Regions from separate parts of the Acanthopagrus latus genome. Here region 1 is linked to region 2. The links are chromatin contacts, called in public Hi-C maps. All regions are on one chromosome and are shown on one strand. The core of a region is the stretch at or near the end of the contact, and the rest is flanking DNA. Distances in the headings are between cores, read along the strand shown.

Evidence for each region. Hi-C and Micro-C count contacts between places; a contact is called where the count stands out from the background.
Region 1: a contact with region 2 is called in a Hi-C map of muscle, with 3 times the contacts expected there. The contact joins the promoter of cdh15 here to the promoter of cmtm3 in region 2. A contact is called at or near these places in 2 of 4 Hi-C or Micro-C datasets (liver and muscle).

The regions. Positions count from the first base shown.
Region 1 is chr4:18,362,833-18,368,764 of fAcaLat1.1, forward strand. It overlaps cdh15 (cadherin-15), which reads left to right and starts at 1,822. Exons shown (of 14, transcript XM_037095683.1): 1 at 1,822-1,966. The coding sequence starts at 1,916.
Region 2 is chr4:18,146,556-18,153,056 of fAcaLat1.1, forward strand. It overlaps cmtm3 (CKLF-like MARVEL transmembrane domain-containing protein 3), which reads right to left and starts at 5,190. Exons shown (of 5, transcript XM_037096827.1): 1 at 4,862-5,190. The coding sequence starts at 4,978. LOC119018249 (proteolipid protein 2) reads right to left here. Exons shown (of 4, transcript XM_037095764.1): 4 at 5,280-5,672. The coding sequence ends at 5,562.

The DNA.
Region 1 (5,932 bases), core at 572-3,071, 210 kb after region 2:
TGAGAGAGAAGCCGACGGGGTCCGCAGTTGTTTATCTCTTAAAGATCCGTATCGACCTTCGACCTGTGAGCAGACTTGCTGATAGGGTGTTGAAAGTATTGTTGAGGGATCTGGACCCCCACGTCTAGCGTCTCTTAATGCCAAACACATCTTTCCTGCTGGTTGTTTCTCCCCTGAGAAGTTTAAAGTCTCACTCTGTTTTTCCACCTTCTTGCAACAGAGATGGTTGCCTAAAACTCTCATCAGTCATGGCCACGTTTCAATCAAATTTTAAGCATTGCAGACATGGCAATCTCTGCTTTTGACATCACCCATGGAGCACCATATATCTTCATCTTCTGCTTTGACAGTGTTCAAAATAGCAGGAGATCAAAGAGTCCAGTCATGTTCTGAATGTGCGAGGGCACAACACAGACCGACTGGACAGGGAGGTTATGTATGTGGCCTTATGACATGAGGGTTGATCCGGACAAGAAGGATTTAAGAAGAAAACAAGCGCCAAGCTACGTAAGACTTTAAACACAAGAGTTTTTATGTTGTTATTTTGCACTAGCGACTGTAAAGCTAAGCGTTATTTTTTGATGAGTTAGGAAACAAAAAATCTAGACCTTTAACAGATAAGTTCACCCCAAAATATGAAAATGAAATTGTTATCTTCTCACCTCCATGCCGATGGAAGTTTTGTAGTCCACTAAACATTCCTGGAGCTTCACAGCAAAACATCATTGTAGCATTCTCCCGAACAACTGAAGTAGATGGGGACTTGCATTAAAGCATAAATAAAGAAAATGGGTCTGTTCAGCTCGTCGTATGTTATCTAAGTCTCTGGAAACACTGAGATCGCAAATTGATTTGAAAAAAATTTCTCACAGCAACATTACAAAAGTACATAATGACTTAATGAATTTTCACTGTCGGTTGAACTTGTCCTTTGACATAGTCTTTGACAATCACAACTGTGCTTTGGCAACATATGTCAAATGTCACAATAAAGCCTATTGAGTTGAATTGAAATTGAGTACATTATGCCATTAAGTGGGGCCTGGAAGTGAAAAAAGGACCGCTGGTTTCCTCTCAGTATGGCAGCAACGGATGCCCAAAGACAGAAACAGATCGATGTGGACTGTGGTCAAGAAAATACTGAAGTCATTTTTGTGGCAGATTTTGATTTCTCAGTTTTAACAGAAACAGAAAGCAGTCCATTGTTAGTATGACAGCTTATCATAAATGGAGATAGATGTTTGACACTAAGTCTTTAATTATAATTGTCAACAAAGTGGTATAACTTAAATCTAAATTGATAGAAGATTTGCTTTGAGGGTATCAACACAACTGTTAAAGTTTGTTACTAAATTATACAGCAAATTAAATAGTCTCTGGTTCAGCTTCTGTTTGTTTCTGTTTCTCTTGCATCTTTGGGTTTTGGACCATTATTCCTCTTCCCCGCCTCTTCCTTTGTCTCCCCATAAAGTGCCATCGTTTTGAATAAAGTGTTTAATAAAGTTTACCTACTTTTAACTGGTGCAGACACTGTTTCTGTCTACACCACCAACAGCTGCCCTGCTTCTCTCTTCATCTCTCTCTGCCTCTCTGTCTCGCTCTGAGTGACAGCACATGTGCTGGGGTACATGGGAGGGCCGCTGCTGAAATTCTAACCCCCTTACCCCACGACTGTGAGACATACCCCAGCCATGGACAGGGAGGAGCCGTGAGAGACAAACGCTGGGAGAGGAAAGGAGGCAAAGAGAGGGAGAGGGACTGCAAGTGCAAGAGGACCGAGAGAAAGAAAGGCGAGAAAGGGACAGGTTTCAGGGTCGAGCCACTCAGGAGCCCAGTTCTTAGTGGAGCAGCATCAGATCTTTGAGCCATCAGAGGTCTGTACATGCTTCTGAGTTTCTGAGTGCAGGCACTAAGGATGGCGGCAAGGATGGTGATGGTGTGTGTGCTGGGTACTCTGCTTTGTCAGGTAAGAAAAATCATGTGTCTTTGTAGCTGCTGTGGACTAAAATGAACTATATATGCTGATTTATTTGAGCATTATCAGTTGCTTTGTGTTTGTTTTCTGTTTTATATCCAGTGTGAGCCGCCTGTCGATGAAAGGGTCTCAAAATAAGAAAAGTTAAAGCTGTCTTTATCATGTGGACTGTGGACGATGTTATCTTTAGTTGATTTAGTTAAACGTTTGACTCTATAAAAGAGCAAAGGTGCTTGAGCGATGGAGGTAGTGTTGGGAGTGTATCCCTCCCCACTTTCTGATTGCTGTAAAAAATGTCAATACCAAGTGACTGGAAATGGATTGGATAGGCTGCTGCAAAGGTACTGGGATCATGTGACACATCCTTCTCTCTTCCCTGGCTAAACACGCCTAGATTCAGACTTTTTTTAATTTACTCTTGGCCACTACATTGTGGTGTGCAGTACAAACACACAACTAAACCATAATACAGTTGTCAACAGCCAAACCCCCAATTTCAGCACAAGATTCTTCACTCCTTGCCCCTTCAGAGTGTGATCCTGCTTAGAAAATGGCTTTTTAGCTGCCCCACTCCTGAAAATATACAGTTTATGCTTTTACCTGAGCGATGTCTTCTACCAGTTTTTCATCAATAGAGGCACCGAACTTGCTGTGCAATCACAAGGTTACGGCTGATCTAAACACTTCATTCCAGTTGGGAAGGGGATGATGAAGTGCTCTGAGGAGGACGAGACTCCAGATGTGTACAGAGGGGCTCGGGGCATCATTAGTAGCCCCTGTCAGCAGACGCCATTGTGAAATCTAAAATGGATGACAATGTAAACTGACTTATTACCAACAGCACTTCCAGCCATCATCAGTCTTTTGCTCTGTTTGGAGTAGTAATGGAGCCCAGGTTGGGAGGTTGAGTGAGTTGGCCTCCAGTGATTCCTGAGGGAAGCCTTTGCTTTGTTGTGCTCTATAATTCAGTCTAAATGCTGCAGATGTTGTGAAGCTGTGGGAATTCATATTTCAGATCTCAGCGAAGTGTCCCTGACCTTGCTAAAAGTGTCCGCAAAGTTTCAGTGTCCATGTGGTCAAAAGCGGTGAATTTAAGCTGCTTTTGTGTTCCATTTTCATATTCCATGCAAAATTGATTGTGGAGAAATTCACCGAAAATCTGCAGGGATGATTGATTGCTCACACAGCCACAGGGCAAACCAGTTAGTCACAGTGCACTAACCAAAGACTGTAATGACATTAGGCTAAAGATATTTCTGTCAGTTCATCTGGACCTTGATATGATCTTCAATATAAACATAATGTCATGATACAGTGGCTGAAAACATGACAATATATTTGGTGGATTGTTCCTTTAATGAGTGAGTCTATGTCACCAATCATCTCAAAGCAATCTCAAGTCCCTACTTTTTCCTTCAGGCTGGACAATTTGCTACGTGCTAAATAGCAGGTGCAAAACTCACATGTGAGATAAACACGATTTTTGTGTTTTGTCTGAAAAGAAAAACCAATAAACAAGTTGTTTTTTTAATGCTATGATGAAGTACAAACATTTCACAAGTAATGCATAGAAAACTGTTACAAATTCTGACGAATAATCAGAGTGAAATCAATTTAAACGTCAGCAGCTGTCAGCCCAATCCAAAGACTTCCTGCAGTGTCACCTGATAGCTTTCAGTTGATCTTTTTTCTTTTTTTCATTTTCAGTAAGCTGCTGTTGTTTTGAATCAAGGCGGTGTTCAAACGTGCTGGGTGTATGTTGTGTTGAGTGGTGGGCAACAGCTGTGCAGATGCATGCGTGATGCCATTTGTCCTGGTCTGTAATCCTCCTTGCGGAAAGAAGAGTGGGCCGCTCCTGGACCATGAAATCGGGTACAAATCAAGAGTCTGTAGCAGCGTCCAGCTGCTGCTGAGGTCTCACTCATCGGAAATAATCAGTCAGAGGATTGAGAGTCAGAATCACAGGTCCTGCTGGGTGTGGATACCTGCAGGCTGTTTTACACCGAGTAGGGTTTCAGAGGGAGCAAAGGGTAGAGAGACAAGGTCCAGATCTCAACATCTAGCCGACTGAAGCCAATTTCCGCTCCTTTTTTTAACCTTGTCACTTTTTTTACAGACTTAGACATGAAAGACCAAGTGGTGACAGCTGTTGTTTCACTGGTCCAGCACAGAAGTAAGGCAGTGGTGTTATGATGAGTTTGCTATTTGGTTTTCCCCAATAAATGAGTCAATTAACCCATGTAGTTATACAAAAAACAGCATTCTTTTTTGTGTGTGTTCTTAAGGTTTTTAATGTTTAAACAGATAATGGTTTTGTTCAGGTGTATTCCAAGTAACGGAATGTGTCTTCCATACTGGGAAAGTAGAGGCGGTGGACAGTTCATCACATCATTGTATCGCTGTTACTAGCAAATGTGTGCCTGTTTCGCATCAGTTAGATTCCTGAATATCCTTTATTGAGGGAAGAAATGACCGGAAATCTTCATATTTATATATTTAGCTTCAATCAGTCATGGTTTAATATTATAACCTTGCTCAGCATTCCTAAAGCTCAGACATCTGCTCCAAGAGGGACTCACACTGGTAGTGGCACCATAAATAGGCTGTACATACCCATGCCAGGCCAAGTCATGACTTAGCAATGAGAGGGTGTGAGGGAGCAGCTCTGTTGGTGTCTGACTGGTTGAATGTCTATATCTGAGAACCAGTAAAAGAAGTGACCACAAGGACACCTGTGTGACCTCCAACCCCCGTGGCCGAAGGGACTGTGAGGCATGCTGCAGGCATCCCTTCTCGGCTGGACGGTCTTTTCTTGAGTTATCCGAGCGTCTGTTCCACTCACACATATCAGGACAGGAGGCATTCTTTACACAGACATAGTGGACTCTCCGAAGGGGTATTAACTCCTTGTTATTATTAAATGAAAACTTTTCAGATGCTGTTTTCCAATTCAGGCTTATACTTACAAGTTAGCTCCAAAAACAAAAGAAAAAAAAAAAAGGGCAGATTCGACTATGATTCATGGGTCAACTAGTGTTTCAGGAGGTCTTCTGATTTAAAGTATTCCAAATTAACAGGAATACTATCTGCAATGCGAAAGCCAACTTATGTTCTCCAAAGTCCACATCACAGGGGTAGAAGGGAACTTTCCCGTGAACGTTAAACACTTCCTCAGCAAAAGCATGCTCAAGTGTGTGTTCTTGCTGTGGGGGCATATCATCCCGAAACAAGCTGTCCATACTTCTGTGAGGGCCCGAGGTGAAAGGCCAAGCTGTAAAGGTTTCTGGGAAAAGCCTCTAAAACAGTTAATCTGCGTGTGGTGTCATCGCTCAGCCTGTCAGACGAGGCTCTCATTGGTCTAATTGGTAACATGACACTTTTTGTGTTCCTGCACCTCGGTCTGGTAAAAACATTATAAAGGAGGCAGATACTTAGTGGAGCTACTGTCCAAAGCACTTCAGTTCAGGTCGGGTGTGTGTAAAGGAAGTGTGTAAAATAACAAATGTTTGCAAGCTTCCTGCCTCTCAAAATGTTTTGTACTCTAGAAAATGTGGATGTACAGTTGAACTGATATTGTAAGGTGGTCACATTGGTACAACAAACATAGCCGACCTTTACAATGCATTATCCACCAGATGTTTTGGGATTCTTTTGCATTCATCGGGGTCGTGTCTGAGATTGTTTCAGGTTTCCTCAAACTGTATATCAGTTGAGCAATGTACAGAACACCAGTGATACTGAGTTCACAAAACAACATCACTGTATTACCTCAGCCAAGAATGTCATGTTTTTGCCCGTGTCTGTTAGCTGGTTGGTTGTTTTGTCAACAGGATTATACAAAAACTTTTTAATTTTCATGAAACCTGGATGGGGGATGGGACTCAGTCCAGAATAGATCCCATTAATATCTCAACAGCTACAAAATGGATTGGCGCCAAGTGTTGCACAGACACTTAT
Region 2 (6,501 bases), core at 3,940-6,439:
TGTTAAAAGACAATGTTTATTCTCACAGGCTTGTACACTGTGACACCGAATCCCTCTCGCCCCCTTGTCTCGCACACAAACACACTCATGCAAACACCCACGAACACAAAGCTGCGGTAATGAAAGAAGACGTTAAACTGCTGCAACAGAGCCAGAGGTGGTCACGAGCAAATGAGCCCGCCCCGTGTTTGAGGCTGCCCATTAGAAGGGCTGGACGCGCCATATCAGTGCGAATGGAAGCAAGTCCAGACAGTGTAATCTCAGGCAGGGCCGGCCATCTTGTCTTTGTCTCAGTCAGTCATCCTACACTGCCCCGAGGTTAGGAACTCCCCCTGACTGAACCCAAACTGCTGCAGCTGCTCTTCTCCCAACAGACGAGCAGCATCCTGTCAGGGATCCATGAGATTTCCCCTGTAATAAGACAACACCTACAGGTAAACTGCTGGGGAGGCTTTTTCTCTGAGTTTCTCAGTAGATCCTCGGGCGCGTTTGCATATGAAGAATAAAGTCTGGGATGTTAAGTAGACCGATGTTGCATTGAATAAATCAAACAGCGCAGGATGAGCTGGCATAGTCTCTACATTACTTTCTGGCAAAAACAAAATTCAGCGAGGCAAATCATTTTCATTTTGGGTAATGTTAACAGAGTGAGACTGCTCTCGGCCTGCCACGTTTCATCACGAATATCTTTTTAGATGCTGTTTTTTGTTAAAAGATGAATCATTTGGTTGATAAAAATAGTCAAAATGAGGAAAATGCCTGTCACAATTACCCAGAGCCCCTTAGGTGTCGTCTTCTATTATCTTGTTTTGTTGGATCGACAGTGCAAAAGCCAGAGATATTCTATTTACAACAAAATAAAACTGAGAAAATCAGCACATTCTCACACCAGAGAAGCTGTAAACACAGTGATTTTCTGTTTTACTGTCTATTAACTGCCTTATCATTTCCTGGAGCAAATAATGAAGTGAGATCTGATTGGAGTGAGCATGTCATCCTCATCCTCATGAGAAAAAAAATCAACTACACAGGTTGGTTGTGAAAGCTGCTGTTTATGGCCCATATTTCTGTTTCTTGTTCAGTAGCACCCTCTAGTGTCTGTAATAATTACTACATTAGCAAAGAAGGAAGTCAAACAAGGTGAATGGTGCTTTCCTTTTACAGCTTTTGAAGTTGGAAGATGGACTTTCCAGATTTTCCAGTCAACTTTAAGCTAGAACGCCCCTGAAGTCAGACTGCAGACTCGGAAAGTCAGATGCACCTTACCAACCCTCAACTCAAAATCCAAGATGGAAATGGAACACACCGTAAGATCCCAAGTCAGACAAGCACAGGACTTTGACCCAGGAGACCAACATTTTCCATCCATAATATAATCAAAAGTCAATGGTGGGTAATGTGAACTTACTATCGATGTAAAGAGACATCATGTACATAACCAAACTGAGGTTAAGGACATAACATAGGCGTGTTTAAGACTGACGTAATGTCTAAGACCAAGTAGTTTGAACCTGAACCAAACAGTCGCTGCTCTGCTGCAACCGTCATGTTGTTACAGGGCCGGTGAGAGCGGCCTGTTCAGTTATTCAGGTATGAGGATGCGTTGAAAGGTGCTGAAGCTGGCTCAGGGTTGACAGGGGGCCTTCAAACTCACACAAACCCCACAGGAACACATTACATACTCAGCTAAGAATCCTGCCAAAGTTTCACTTCGTAGGGAGGAGGCACACTTTTCACACCCGTCCCATTTGTTAACAGCTTGTTTGCATTTTGAAAACATTTCAAACGCTACAAAAAAAGTCTGCTTTTTTTTTTTTTTTGGCACAATCAGTGTGCTGCGACTTCACATTCCTTATCGGGCCTGTTGCTGGCTGAGACCGAGAATCCTAATGAGAAGTACGTGGTGGTCTGACACACTGTGTATAATAATGCATGCTCAGCAGGTTGTGTGTCTGACTAATACACACAAGAATGGCAACGCTACAGGCTGTACTCTCCGTGGAAGCTGAGTCCAGGGACTGTGGGCTGATATCACACTGCCTGTAAGCTTTAAATGATATCAAGACAATAAAATGGTGGATGCCAGTGGCTACTTCAAGAAGAATAGCTTACAGCAGGGAGGCTGCACACTCACATAGCAGACATACAGTAGATACCAGGGGCATGAATAGTAGCTCAAAACAATTTGCAACTGTGCCGCACCCTTGGACCACCATTTAGTACTTGAACATTTGTTTCTGAGCACAACAGTTGGCATTTTAAAGGGACAATTCACTCAGTCTCAATCTAGTGAAATCTAAGTGGGAGGTTTAACTTTCATTTCACATTTTATTCGTGTCTAAGTCGAATACAATGGAGATGCTCTCTTTGTCGGGGTCACAGCAACGAGAAATTACACAGTTTGGATAATGAACAGAGCTCATTGTCAGCTGTTTTCAAGGGTGACAGAGTCTGCAGTAACTGGAGTGGCCATTAGTTGAGTCAACAGTCCCCTTTGTACACACTCATAGATATCAGCCAGCCCTTGTAATTAGGCCTGATTTTTAACATTTTTTTTTTAACATTTTTTTTATCAAGACTCATGCGAGACCCATCCTCTGTCTAAGTACTGTGAAAAGCCATTCTGTAGATGTTGGGTAATCCTGCTGACAAACCAACCAACAATTCGGACATGGGTGAAAACACAACCTCCTTGGCAGAGATTTGAAATAGAAATGGTTTCAGTAAAGGCTTGGCCATGACAGTAAACTACGAAACAATAAAGATTTGTACACTGTCAGAAATGTTACCACAGCCTGACTGTTGTACAGCGGCAACTGTCCTCTTAACACCTGTGGTTGTATAATTACATTTTTATGGGTAATGTTGCAAATCTATGACCAAAACTGTTTTTCAGTACCGCTAGATTGTGTTACATATCATGGTCCTGATGTGAAGTAACACTTTTACTTGTCAGGTATTTATAGTCATATATAGAGAAGTTCATCTGTTCTGTGGATTCCCCAGACATATTTTTAGGTAGGCACTGCTAAAAAAACCCAAAACAAAACAAAAAAACAAATAAACAGAGGCAATCTGGGCACTCCAAACATCTATCTTTATCTAAAAGCTTCAATTATGGTGGTTAAATCATAACTTTTGAGTTTTTTAAATGAAATCTGTCACCAATGATTGGCACTCTTTAAAGTGGGAGCAGAAATCTCAGCGATGGATATCTCAGTAAATGGATAAATAAAACCAAAATGTGCATGGTTATATACTACAGCTGCTAAATGAGGAAATACTCTTTCATAATTTTGCATTTGAACTGACCCCTTAAAAGAACTTTTTACTAGGGCCAACACTAAAACTTAAGGGTGCGCCAAGGGCCAAGGGCAAACACGTATTGTTGTCGTTGTATCTTTCTGCCAAAACAATAATCCTTCATCATAACAGAGCATTATTATCTCACAAAATATAACTGCGATTTACAATTTTTCTAATCAATTTCAATTAATGTCTTTTTGCTTGAAACATTTGATGGGCCTAATCCACTCACTTTGTGCAGCCCTGCCTTAGAGGTTAAAGCTAACAGAAGGCACTCGACCAGACGGACCATTAAAGATGGTACAGTAAATCCTGTGCTACCACACACTCTGACCACACACACAGCTGGGTTTCCCCCCAGAAAGCACACGAGCAGAGGTGGTAAGACACGCACATAATGACACAGTCTGTCTCAGGATCAGTTAAGACGGTCGATAATGACTTAAATAACAGCCACATTAAATTCAAATACTTTTGTTAGATGTGTGAAACATCATCATCTTCATTCTTTTTCTTCAAGCTCCTAAAAGTTTACTTATTTCCTCTGGTATTGGTGTGTTTGCGTGGTCTTCGACGTCATCACGACAGAAACCCTGCACAGCACTTCACTCTGTGCATGTTCAAACCAGCTGTGCACCCTCACCTCCATGAACTGCTGCTGAGCAGAGGAGGCCAGTGGGCTTTCAGTTTACTTCTATGGGAAGCATTTTTAGCCTCGGGCTGAAGATCACAGTCACATTGTTGAGTATCAGTAAAGAGGCTGTATTGTGTGTGTGTGTGTGTGTGTGTGTGTGTGTGTGTGTGTGTGTGTGTGTGTGTGTGTGTGTGTGTGTGTGTGTGTGAGGCAGGAGCTGCAGGCTATAAGTTGTGGCAGCAGAGTGAAGGATGTGACTGTGGGGAGGATGACTGCTCTCTCAGAGCCCCACATGAGCCGAATGCCACATGACACAAATGTGAGGGTTCATACAGTAACTCAGTTAACAGCAGGAGGACTCACCACCACCACACAGACAGACTGACAGACAGACAGACACAGTCCGTCAGTTCCTGTTCTGAATATTTGACTTAGATTTATATAATTGCTTAAAAAGGTGACGAGAGAGGTAGTTCTATGGACTTTAAGTTGATGATGCACGCATTAACACAACTGAGAGGCTGAGAGAAGCTCTGTTATGCAGTTTGGTCACTCAGGGTGGAGGACTGTTAACAATGAATGGCGCTGGGCGGCGTGTCCATGCGTAAAAAACGTTGGAATTAATATTCCGAGTTTTATTAGTTTACTTCACAGCTGCTTATAAACTCTCGCCGCTCCACCCGTAACTAATGGAAACCTTGTGACGGGAACCGACTGACCTACAATCCGAATGACAGTCGGAACCGTCTGCCGAAGTTGGTTAAATGTGCATTAAAGCTGCGCGAAGCTATCGCTGCCATATTAAGTCAAATAAAAAAAGGACGCAGCGCGCTTCGACTTGAGTGCGCATCAGGCGGAAACAACAGCACAGAAACAGTTTGGCTCGTCTCAGCGGTGATTCCTCCTCCGGTCATTTCTTACCACTTCAGCAATAAGCAGCGAGCCTTTCCGTGAGGTGGCGAACTCTTTGGTCGGAAGAATAGAGAGCAGGACCGACTGGCGTGGCCGGTTCGAGTCGGGAGCCTCGATGTCCCCCATGGTTAGAGGAAAAAAAAAAAAAAAAAGATGATTTGAACTCTCCTCAAAACTTCAGACAAGTCCCAAACCCAGCGTAGCGGATTTAGTGCAAAAAAAAACAAAAAAGAGAGAGATGTGTGGAGGCGTGAGTCTTCTCGGAGGTGGAAACGGAAACAATGACAGCGCGGAAACGCAGCGCGAGCTCCAAAAAAGCGCACATCTGCTTTCTCCAGATGTGAAATGCGATGCGCCCCCCCCACACACACAAAGCTGCATACTACACAATCCTGAGCCGCTCAGTGGAAATATCCAACTCATGATGTCACACGGGGCGGACAACAATCTTTATTGACATTTGCTGTGAGATTTAGGTCAGCGAATATTTTCCACATAATAATAATAATAATAATAATAATAATAATAATAATAATAAACATCTTTACAGTCCGAATAACAGCTGGAATCTGAACTATGACGAACACTTTGCACGCAGTTTGCGATCAGCTCGATTATTCCCGCTTCAGAGCCCAATGGAAAGTCATCAGTTATGATCTTATGAATGCGCGGTACACTGCGGGCTGCGCCTTTACTGTCACTGATGTGGTCACTTGTTGTCTTGACTCTGGGTTTCGCTCCTCGGCTTGTTGAACGTGATGTTCTTGAAGAGTGTGTAAGCGTCGACACACAGCAGCCCAGCTGACAGGAGGCCGACTATCTGCAAAATAGAGAGCAGGTCTCAAAATAAACGCGTCTCACTGCACGTCAACACATCCGGTGTCATCATGTTGAATAAAAAGATTAGAGATATCAGGCTAAAATGTTACATCAGTAAAAGTTGACGTCACTCATGCAAACAATACTTGAGTAAAAGCATAAAGGTATCTGATGTATCAAAAGTAAATGTAAACTAAACATTTATTTACATTCATCGAATTACAGTGAAGGAATTTAACTGAGCACATTTACCCAGGTACTGTACTCTATGGGTACTTTTACTTCACTTGAATATTTCCGTTTACTGCTTCTTTATACTTACACTCCACTACATGTTCGAGGCACATTGGAGACTGTTTCCTCCCCTGCATTCAGTCGCTAACTTTAGTTACTTGTGTGTTACCTTGTAGATTACATGCTGCACCAGAGGCAAAGCAGCACATTTCTAAATTCATCTATTTTGTTGGCAATCGGATAAAAGAAACAATCATTCTCATAATCAGTCAACTCATAGTATACAGTATCTACATACATGTAAATAACTGTATGATTTACTTTTACTTGGACTTTTGATACTTAAGTATGTTTAATATCAAATACTTTAACTCTTTCACTCAAGTATGTGTTACTTTTACTTTGACCAAAATACTATTCTAAAACAATATCTTGACTTTTTTACTTTAACATCATTGTGTATATATACACTGTACAATCAGTTACCCTCCAGGCTGATCATTACGTCAGATATTCATCTTTCCTTTATGATTATCAAAATCAGTGAATTTTTCTATGCTGACTAGATAAAATACAGTTAAAAACATGCACTGCTT